Regions from separate parts of the Mus musculus genome. Here region 1 is linked to region 2. Evidence: chromatin contacts called from public promoter capture Hi-C data. All regions are on one chromosome and are shown on one strand. Each heading gives the region's core, a stretch centred on a gene start, on an enhancer-like site or on the middle of the called end of the contact. The rest is flanking DNA. Distances are from core to core; before and after follow the strand shown. Region 1 holds the start of F2rl3 (coagulation factor II (thrombin) receptor-like 3). Region 2 holds the start of Sin3b (transcriptional regulator, SIN3B (yeast)).

Evidence for each region. Capture Hi-C pulls out chosen DNA fragments and counts their contacts.
Region 1: a contact with region 2 is called in a promoter capture Hi-C map of liver. The contact joins the promoter of F2rl3 here to the promoter of Sin3b in region 2. A contact is called at or near these places in 8 of 39 promoter capture datasets (the C10 cell line, cranial neural crest, embryonic stem cells and 5 more), 1 of 484 Hi-C or Micro-C datasets (granulocyte-monocyte progenitors), 7 of 115 datasets of contacts at active chromatin or transcription factors (the 230-238 cell line, the SCID.adh cell line, effector CD8 T cells and 2 more) and 3 of 9 other capture datasets (adipose tissue, liver and pancreatic islet).

What each region holds. Positions count from the first base shown.
Region 1 is chr8:72,759,733-72,764,211 of GRCm38.p6, forward strand. It overlaps F2rl3 (coagulation factor II (thrombin) receptor-like 3), which reads left to right and starts at 1,927. Exons shown (of 2, transcript NM_007975.4): 1 at 1,927-2,282; 2 at 2,527-4,166. The coding sequence starts at 2,171. The coding sequence ends at 3,605. It overlaps Gm39198 (a long non-coding RNA gene), which reads right to left. Exons shown (of 3, transcript XR_878934.2): 3 at 4,221-4,479.
Region 2 is chr8:72,719,984-72,724,543 of GRCm38.p6, forward strand. Sin3b (transcriptional regulator, SIN3B (yeast)) reads left to right here and starts at 3,287. Exons shown (of 19, transcript NM_009188.4): 1 at 3,287-3,425; 2 at 4,061-4,167. The coding sequence starts at 3,327.

The DNA of each region.
Region 1 (4,479 bases), core at 677-3,176, 38 kb after region 2:
ATTGCTAGGCATGAACCTGGGTTTTCAGCATGCAGAGTGGCACTGAGCTCCACTCCCTCAGATATGTGTGTACCTGCCTCTCTGAACCTCAGTCTCTTCTCCCCCTTCCCCACCCCTTTGCGGAAAGCTTTGTGTATGTGCATGCAGAGGGCAGAGGTCTAAGTGCTGTGTCTTCCCCTAGCACTCAACTTTATTTTCGGGACAGGGTGTCTCTCTGAATCTGGAGCTCACTGATGGGCTATGTGTACTGACCAGTGAACCTTCAGGACCCCTCTCTCTCCAGCTGCGGTTTACAGATGTGTTCTGCCATGCTCAGCTTGCTTACATGGGTGCTGGGGATTTGAACTCAGGTCCTTATGCTTTCACAGTAACATCTCCATACCAACCCTCTTCCAACCAGTTATTGTGGACTGTTTGTCATCACATAGCCCAGGCTGCACTCAAAATTGCAATTCTCCTGCCTCAGCCTCCAAATGCTGAGATAACAGACTTGCCCACCACCTCATCTGAACACAGAGTCCCCAATTGAGCAGTGCCTGTAACAACTCCCCAAAGTGTCTAGGACACCAAGGCAGCTCAGGGCCCTCTGCTGAGGTCAGGCCACCTACTGCACAGGTCACACCTGGAGCTTTGAGGGCCAGTGACTGGTGCCTCCAAGGGTCCCCACACTCAAACACTTACACTGAATGCCTTACAGCAGGCATATGGAAGGGCATAGACCCCACGCTCACACAGGGGCCTCATTCCTGAATCTCACTTTACTCCTGGCAAGGAGCTGGAACAAGAGAGGCATCCAGATGGCAGGGTGACCCCATCTTAGGGTTTCAGTTGCTGCAACAAAACGCTGTGGCCAAAAACGCAGGTTGAGAAGGAACAAGTTTATTTGGCTTACAGTTTTATATCACTGTTCATTTTTGAAGGTAATCAGGACCGGAACTCCTACAGGGCAGGAACCTGGAGGCAGGAGCTGATGCAGAGGCCAGGGAGGGGTGGGTGCTCCTTACTGGCTTGTTCCCCATGGCTTGCTCAGCCTGCTTTCTTATAGAAGCCAGGACCACCAGCCCAGGGATGGTACCACCCGCAATAGGGCTGGGCCCTCCCCCATTGATCACTAGTTGAGAAAATGTCTTACAGCTGACTCTCATGGATACATTTCCTCAATTGAGGCTTCTTCTCTGATGACTCTAGTGTATGTCAAGTTGATACACAAAACCAGCTAGCACATCCCCCAAGAGGACTTAGGGTACTCTGGACAACAACAATTGTTGATATGGCTTTAGCTTTCACTTACATCTGTCTGTCCGTCCGTCTGGAGACAGGGTCTCACTATGTAGTCCTGGCTGTCCTGGAACTTATTACATAGACCAGGCTATCCTTGAACTCACAGAGATCTGCCTACCTTGGCTTCCTAGAGTGCTGGGATTAAAGGCTGTGCCACCATGCCTACCCTAATTTATGTGTATGTGTGCTTGTGTGTGTATTCAGATGCCAAGATGTACATATGGAAGCCAGAGGACAGAGCCAGAGAGTGGGAGTTCACCCTCTCCCTCCACCATGTGGGCCCTGCATATCGAATGCAGGCCATCAGGCTTGGTGGCAAGCACCTTCTTTACCTGCTGGCATTGTGTGTCGCTTGTTGGTCTGCTTTAACAGAGCCAGGATGCACTGGGATGAGTTATTGTCTTGCCAGCCACAGATAGGAAATAGTGGGTGGCTTCTGGAAGGGCTAAGAATCCCACATGGTGATGACTTGGAGGAAGGCTGGATTGTTATCTAAACAGGAGCTGTGTTACTAGCCAGCAGGAAGTGGCCACTTGATCCACAGATGTTTCCTGGGCTGGGTGAGGTGGGGGATGTTGTGGAGATTTGGTAGGGGGTGGGGAGTAAGGCTGAAGCCTAGGACTCTTTTCTCCCATCCTTGGCCCAGTTCTTTATGAGACATTTTGGAGAGAGAGACCTAGGCAGGACACCCAGACCTCCTGAGTGCACACAGGGACCTTCGATGGGCTCCAGGGTGAGCAAGCAGATCCCAATGGGTCTATGGGGGTGGGAGCTCTGCTGTCTCCCCGAAGGTGCAGTTGCTCCCCACAAGGACTCCGGAAGCCGAGGGTGGAGTTGACAGGGCAGGAAGTCCCAGGCTGCAGCCCAGAAAGCTTCTGATCCTGGCAGCATGTGCTGGCCGCTGCTGTATCCTTTGGTGCTGGGGCTCAGCATCAGCCTGGCAGAGGGCATCCAGACCCCCAGCATCTACGATGATGTAGAGAGTACCAGGGGAAGCCATGGTGAGTGACTGTGTCCCTTAAAGGGGTGGATCAGAAATGGAGCTATTGCTGAGCAGGCTTACAGTCTTAGGTCCCTAAACTCCATGCCTTTGGGACTGGGTTGTATCCTTCCATTAACTGAGTGCTGGAGTGGGGACACTGAGGCACCCACAATGCCTAAGACTCTCAAGGCTATTCTCCTTCATCTTGTATCCCTAAAGGCAGGGCAGAGCAGTGGTTGACTGATGTCCCCTCTCTCCCACAGAAGGCCCTCTGGGTCCCACAGTAGAACTCAAGGAGCCGAAGTCCTCAGACAAGCCTAATCCACGAGGCTACCCGGGCAAATTCTGTGCCAACGACAGTGACACGCTGGAGCTCCCGGCCAGCTCTCAAGCACTGCTGCTGGGGTGGGTCCCCACGAGGCTGGTACCTGCCCTCTATGGGCTTGTGGTGGCTGTGGGGCTGCCTGCCAATGGGCTGGCGCTGTGGGTGCTGGCCACAAGGGTGCCACGCCTGCCATCCACCATTCTGCTCATGAACCTGGCAGTGGCTGATCTGCTGTTGGCCCTGGTGCTGCCACCACGACTGGCTTACCACTTGCGTGGCCAGCGCTGGCCATTTGGTGAGGCTGCCTGCCGGGTGGCCACAGCTGCCCTCTATGGCCACATGTATGGTTCAGTGTTGCTGCTGGCTGCAGTCAGCTTGGACAGATACCTGGCCCTGGTGCATCCTTTGCGGGCCCGTGCACTGCGTGGTCAACGCCTCACTACTGGACTCTGTTTGGTGGCCTGGCTCTCTGCAGCCACCCTGGCCTTGCCTCTCACTCTGCATCGGCAGACCTTCCGATTAGCTGGCTCCGATCGCATGCTGTGTCATGATGCGCTGCCCCTGACTGAGCAGACCTCCCACTGGAGACCGGCCTTCATCTGCCTGGCTGTCCTGGGCTGCTTCGTGCCACTGCTGGCCATGGGCCTGTGCTATGGAGCCACCCTTCGTGCACTGGCGGCCAATGGCCAGCGCTACAGCCATGCACTCAGACTGACAGCCCTGGTACTGTTCTCGGCAGTGGCCTCTTTCACACCTAGCAATGTGCTGCTGGTGCTGCACTATTCAAACCCGAGCCCTGAGGCCTGGGGCAATCTCTATGGAGCCTATGTGCCCAGCCTGGCACTCAGCACCCTCAACAGCTGCGTAGACCCTTTCATCTACTACTATGTGTCCCATGAGTTCAGGGAGAAGGTACGCGCTATGTTGTGTCGCCAGCCGGAGGCCAGCAGCTCCTCTCAGGCCTCCAGGGAGGCTGGAAGCCGAGGGACTGCCATTTGCTCCTCTACACTTCTGTGACTGGTAGCTGAGGTGGGAAGGGGGCATTCTGGCTTGACTGGGTCTCCCCTTAAACTACATCCCTCTTGAACCCTCAGGACATGACCTTATTTGGATATGCAGTTGGTGCGACCTTCATTAGTGGAGCTGAGGTCCACTGGAAATGCTTTTGTAAAAGGTCTGGGTACTATACGTCTGTCACTCCAGCACTAGGGAGGTGGAGAAGAGGATCAGGAGTTCAGGATTATCTTTGACTGTAGTGAATTTGGAGCTAGGCTGGGCTATGTGAGAGTCCAGAGGCAGAAAGGAGTTATGAGGTCACTAGCTAGAGGATGCTGAGAAACCAGAATGGAGTTTCCCTTAGAGCTTCAGGGGATCCAGCCCTAGACACCCTGATTTTGTCAAGGTGCCTCTTAGAACTTCAAACCTTTGTGCTTAGCATGTGTCTGCACAGTGTAGATGTGTCTGCACACATATATTGTATGTGCCTGCGGGTACACAGAGAGGCCAAAGGATGATGGGTGTCTACCTCAATTCCTTCTCTACCATTAAATTTTTAAAAAAATGCTATATATATATATATATATTGTGTGTGTGTGTGTGTGTGTGTGTGTGTGTGTGTGTGTGTGTGTGTGTGTATTCTGCCTGCATGTGTGCCTGGTGCCCACAAAGGTCATAAGAGGGTCAGATCTCCTGGAACTGGAGTTATAGCTAGTTATGAGGTGTCATTTGGATGCTGGAGATGGAACCCCAGTTCTCAACAAGAACAGCAGATGCTCTTAACTGCTGAGCTATCTCAATGGGCCTCCACCCCACGAGATTAGATTTCTCAGCAGATTGAAACTCATTGTCTGTGGCTAGGCTGGTCTGCCAGCAAGTTCCCTGCATCTTCTTC
Region 2 (4,560 bases), core at 2,037-4,536:
GCCATCTCTGTTGCCCATTGTTGTTCATTGTTAAAGATGTATTATTTTTAATTGTGTGGGCGCACTTGAGTGCTGGTGCTTGTGGAGGCCAGACAAGGGTGCCTGATTCCTTGGAGCTGGAGTTACAGATGTTTGTGAGCCACCTCACACCTGTGCTGGGAACTGAACCCAGGTCCTCTGCCAGAGGAGTCTGGACTCTTATCCGCTGAGCCATGACTCCAGCCCCCTGTGTGTTTTTGTGAGAGAGGTTCTCATGTATCCCAGGTTGGCCTGTGAGTATCCAGGTTTCCTGTCTCCATGCTCAACTTCCTCAGAAATGCTTGGAAGACAGACTTCGGCATCTGTATCTTGCTTTATGTAGATATGTGGGATTTGAACTCAGATCCTAATACTTCCGTGGTGTACGATCTACCTACTGAGTCATCTCCAATCTTCCTGCTCCACATACAATCAGCCCCTCATAGTGAGCCCTTCTTTTTGGGTAGAGCAGGATTTGTGATCTCTGACTCAGCACTCAGCTGGTACCCTGGGAAGAAGCTTTCTGGGACAAGGACTTTGGGGCTAAGTTTTTTTTTTTTTTTTTTTTTTTTTTTTTTTGGCTCAGTAACAAATTGTTGCAAGATCTGTCCAATGCCACCACGTTTTTATCTTGTTGTTCCTGTAGGTCAACAATTCTGCTCTGTGTCACAGGGCTCTTTGTTCAGTATCTCACAGGATGTCAGCTCCTCCAGGCACTCAGCTCAAGGCCAGACCTCAATTCCCAGGGACTTGCTTGTCTCTGGGAGATAGCCAGTAGGCCTGGTGCTCTGTCACTGACCAGAAGACTAACCCTTTTGTCAGTATTCTGAGGCCAGGCCTACCTGGTATACTCTCCTTCCTTTTTGTTGGGGCTATAGCTTGGAGATGGTGTCTCTGTAGCCCAGGCAGGCCTCAAACTAATGATCCTCCAGTCTCACTTCCAGAGTACTGGGATGCAGGTGGGCATCACCATAGCCAGCTTCTCTGTCTCTGTCTGTCTCTGTCTGTCTCTCTGTCTCTCTTGTCTGTATGTTTAGTCTCATGTACATGGGACCATATACATACATGTGTATATTCACTTGATGGCCACAGGTTAGCCTTAGGTGTCTACCTTGACCACTTTTTACCTTACATACCTCAGGGTCTCCTGATGTCCTTGGGTTTCCATTGCTTCGATGAAACACTATGACAGGAGGCAGCATGGGTGTGTGTGTTTTGCTCCAGCTATGGAGGGTGCTGCTTAGTGGCTTGCTCCCCTTGGCTTGCTCAGCCTGATTTCTTAAACTCAGCAGGACCAGCAGCCCAGGATAGTCAGAACCCACAGTGGGCTGGAGCTTTCCACATCAACCATCAATTAAGAAAAATCCCCCACAGACTTGCCCACAGGCCAGCTAGATGGAGGCATTTTCTTGGTTGAGGTTCCCTCTTTCCAAATGACTCAAAACTAACATTGCAGTCGCTTAACCTGGCCAATGTAGTCATCTTGGCTTGCCACCTTGCTCTAGGATTCTGTCACTACTGCTTCATTGCTGGCCACCATGCCTGCCAGAAAACCACCTCTTCTGGGGTCATAAGTATGTGTATAAAGCCCCATTACTTTTGACATGCCCGGTGATTGCTGGAGTTTGGATTTGGCTGGCATGTGCTGGGAGCACATCCTCACAGCGTGGAGGGCACTGGCAGCAGGGAGGAAGCTAAGGGGTGAGAGCTGATTAGGTCCTTATGTTATCATGTGCACATAGGGATGCATGTGTGTATGGAAGCATGTGGGGGCCAGAGGTCCACATCAAGTAGTTTCCTCTTCTGATTTCCACCTTGTTTAAATTTAAAAGTTGTTTTATGAATATATGGATATTCAATTGGCATGTATCACATGTGTACCACATGTGCCTAGTGTCTACAGAGGTCAGTGAAGGTGCCAGATCTCCTGAAATTGGAGTTACAAGCAGTTGTGAGCCACTATGTAGGTGTTTGGAACGGAGGATAGGTCAGCCTGGAAGCAGAGGTCCCATGATCCAGGTTTGCACACATTTGTGAACGGAATCAAGGAATGTCACTCTGAGAGGAGTTAATGGGTAAAGAGCTTGCTCTAAGCAAGCAGGAGGATCCAGACTAGGGGCTGTGACCCCAGCACTACTGTGGAGACAGGTGGACCCATGGCCACTGTATCAAGTGAAGACAATGAGCTACAGGTTCAGTAAGAGATGCTGCCCCCAAAACACAAGGGCTGGGTGATAAAAGATTGTGCCCATCTCTGGTCTCTGTACACACACACACACACACACACACACACACACACACACAGGAGTGAGTTTACCTACACATATGTACACACACGTGCACACACACACATACACACCCAGTGCAAGAATTCAGTCCACATGGCTCTTGAATGGATGCTGCTCACCTACAGCCCATTGCTGTATCAACCTCACAGAATAGACATTCAGAAACTTGTTCCAGAAAGCACCAGAGCCTTGCAAATATCACTATTGAGGTCTTGGGTCAACACAGACATCTAAGCTTGTTTTCCCTCTCTCTCTTTTTGAGACAAGGTCAACACCTAACTGTCATTTTTTTTTTTAAAGATGCAGTCTTTTTTCTTTTTTTTTTTTTAAGTTTTATTTATTTAATGTATTTGAGTACACTACAGTGAAGGTTGTGAGCCTTCATGTGACTGCTGGGAATTGAATTTTAGGACCTCTGCTCGCTCCTGCCAACCCTGCTCGCTCCTGCCCAAAGACTTACTTATGATTATAAATAAGTAAACTGTAGCTGTCTTCAGATGCACCAGAAGAAGGCGTCAGATCTCATTACGAGTGGTTGTGAGCCACCATGTATTTGCTGGGATTTGAACTAAGGACCTTCGGAAGAGCAGTCGGTGCTCTTACCGTTGAGCGTTGAGCCATCTCTCCAGCCCCTAGAGATGCAGTCTTAACTATGTACCCCAGTTTAGGTTAGACCTCTCAGTGGTCTCCTCTCAGACTCCCCGGTACTGAGATCACAAGCGAGCCTGCACACTGAAATGTGAAGTTTATAGAATTAATGCGTTTTGAAATATTCTTCAACTTTGCTTTACTTTCTTTCCCTCCAACAAAACAAATCAAAAAACACTTTAGGCCTTCCAGGTGGCCACAGACCCCCAGGGCACATAAGTTGAGAAAGACCTCCCGCCCCGTCCAGCAAGGCCCTTATGTGGACACTCCCCTATTTGACGCCACGAGTCTCCACCCCCTAGGAGGCGGGGCCCGCGCAAGCGCGACCAGGGCTCAGGCGGAGGCGGGGCAGAAGCGGCTCTGACTTCCAACATGGCGCATGCAGGCAGCGGAGGCTCCGCGGGCCGGGGATTCGGTGGCTCCCGCTGGGGTCGTTCGGGCTCCGGAGGGCACGAGAAGCTGCCGGTGCACGTGAGTGATGTCCTTAGCCTCTTCCTGGGGACTCGGACCCCCGCGGGGATGGCGCCCCGCCGTGCGGCCCCGCCTTGGCCTCCTCTCTGCGCAGCCGGGCCCGGGGACCCCACACCCCTTCCGCGGAATCCTTCGGTCTTCGCGGCAGCCCCTCGGTTTCCCCCTAACAATTCATTTCCGCCGCTCCTCGGACTTCTCAGAGATACAGAGGTCTTTCTCGACATCTCTCAGTCATTCCTGCGATCCCTGTCATCCCCGGGACCCTTCGGTGCACCCCGAAAACCTTCGATCCTCCTAGTTGGCCCGTAGTTTCCCTTTTACGCCCCTCGGTCTTCCAAGGGATTTCGCGTCCTCCTCGAGACCCTTCGGTCGTCCCCGCCGGTCCTCGGTCCAACCCGGAACTCCTCGAGGCCCCTCGGGACTACCCGCAGGCTCTCGGGACTACCCGCAGGCTCTTGGTCCTACCCGCAGGCTCTCGGTCCTTCTAGTCGGACGTCGGCCCTCCCAGTAACACCGCAGTTATCCTCGCGGCCCTCTGCTGCCCCGTGCCACCCCTCTTCTATCCCTGGCCTTCCAGCCATCAGTCACTGCATCGCGCGACCCTGGCCCACCTCTGGCCTTCTTGTTCCCCACAGGTGGAGGACGCTCTCACCTACCTCGACCAGGTGAAGATCCGCTTTGGCAGTGACCCTGCCACCTACAACGGCTTCCTGGAGATCATGAAGGAGTTCAAAAGCCAGAGGTAATCTGCAGGGCCTTGTACACCCAGGAGCTGGGGGCTGAGCCCTCTAACCCCCAAACCAACTACACTGTGTCTCCTCAGCTGTTAATCATGCACAGGATTGGAGGGCCCTGGGAATCTCTTCTAAAACAGTCGCAAGATGAGGTGGTTCTGAGGAACTGATGGGATTCCTGGAAGGGGTGAAGGAATTGGGGAATCGAGGCCTGAACAGGGAGTGTTGGGTGTAGTCTTTATTTAAAATGTTGATTTGGGGGTGGGTAAGATGTCCCAGAGGGTAGCAGTGCCAGCCACCAAGCCTGACCACCCGAGTTTCAGCCCTAGAGAGATGAGAATTAACTCCTACAAGTTGTTGACCTGCCCTTGAGATCTGTGGTACATGCCCAAATACAGAAA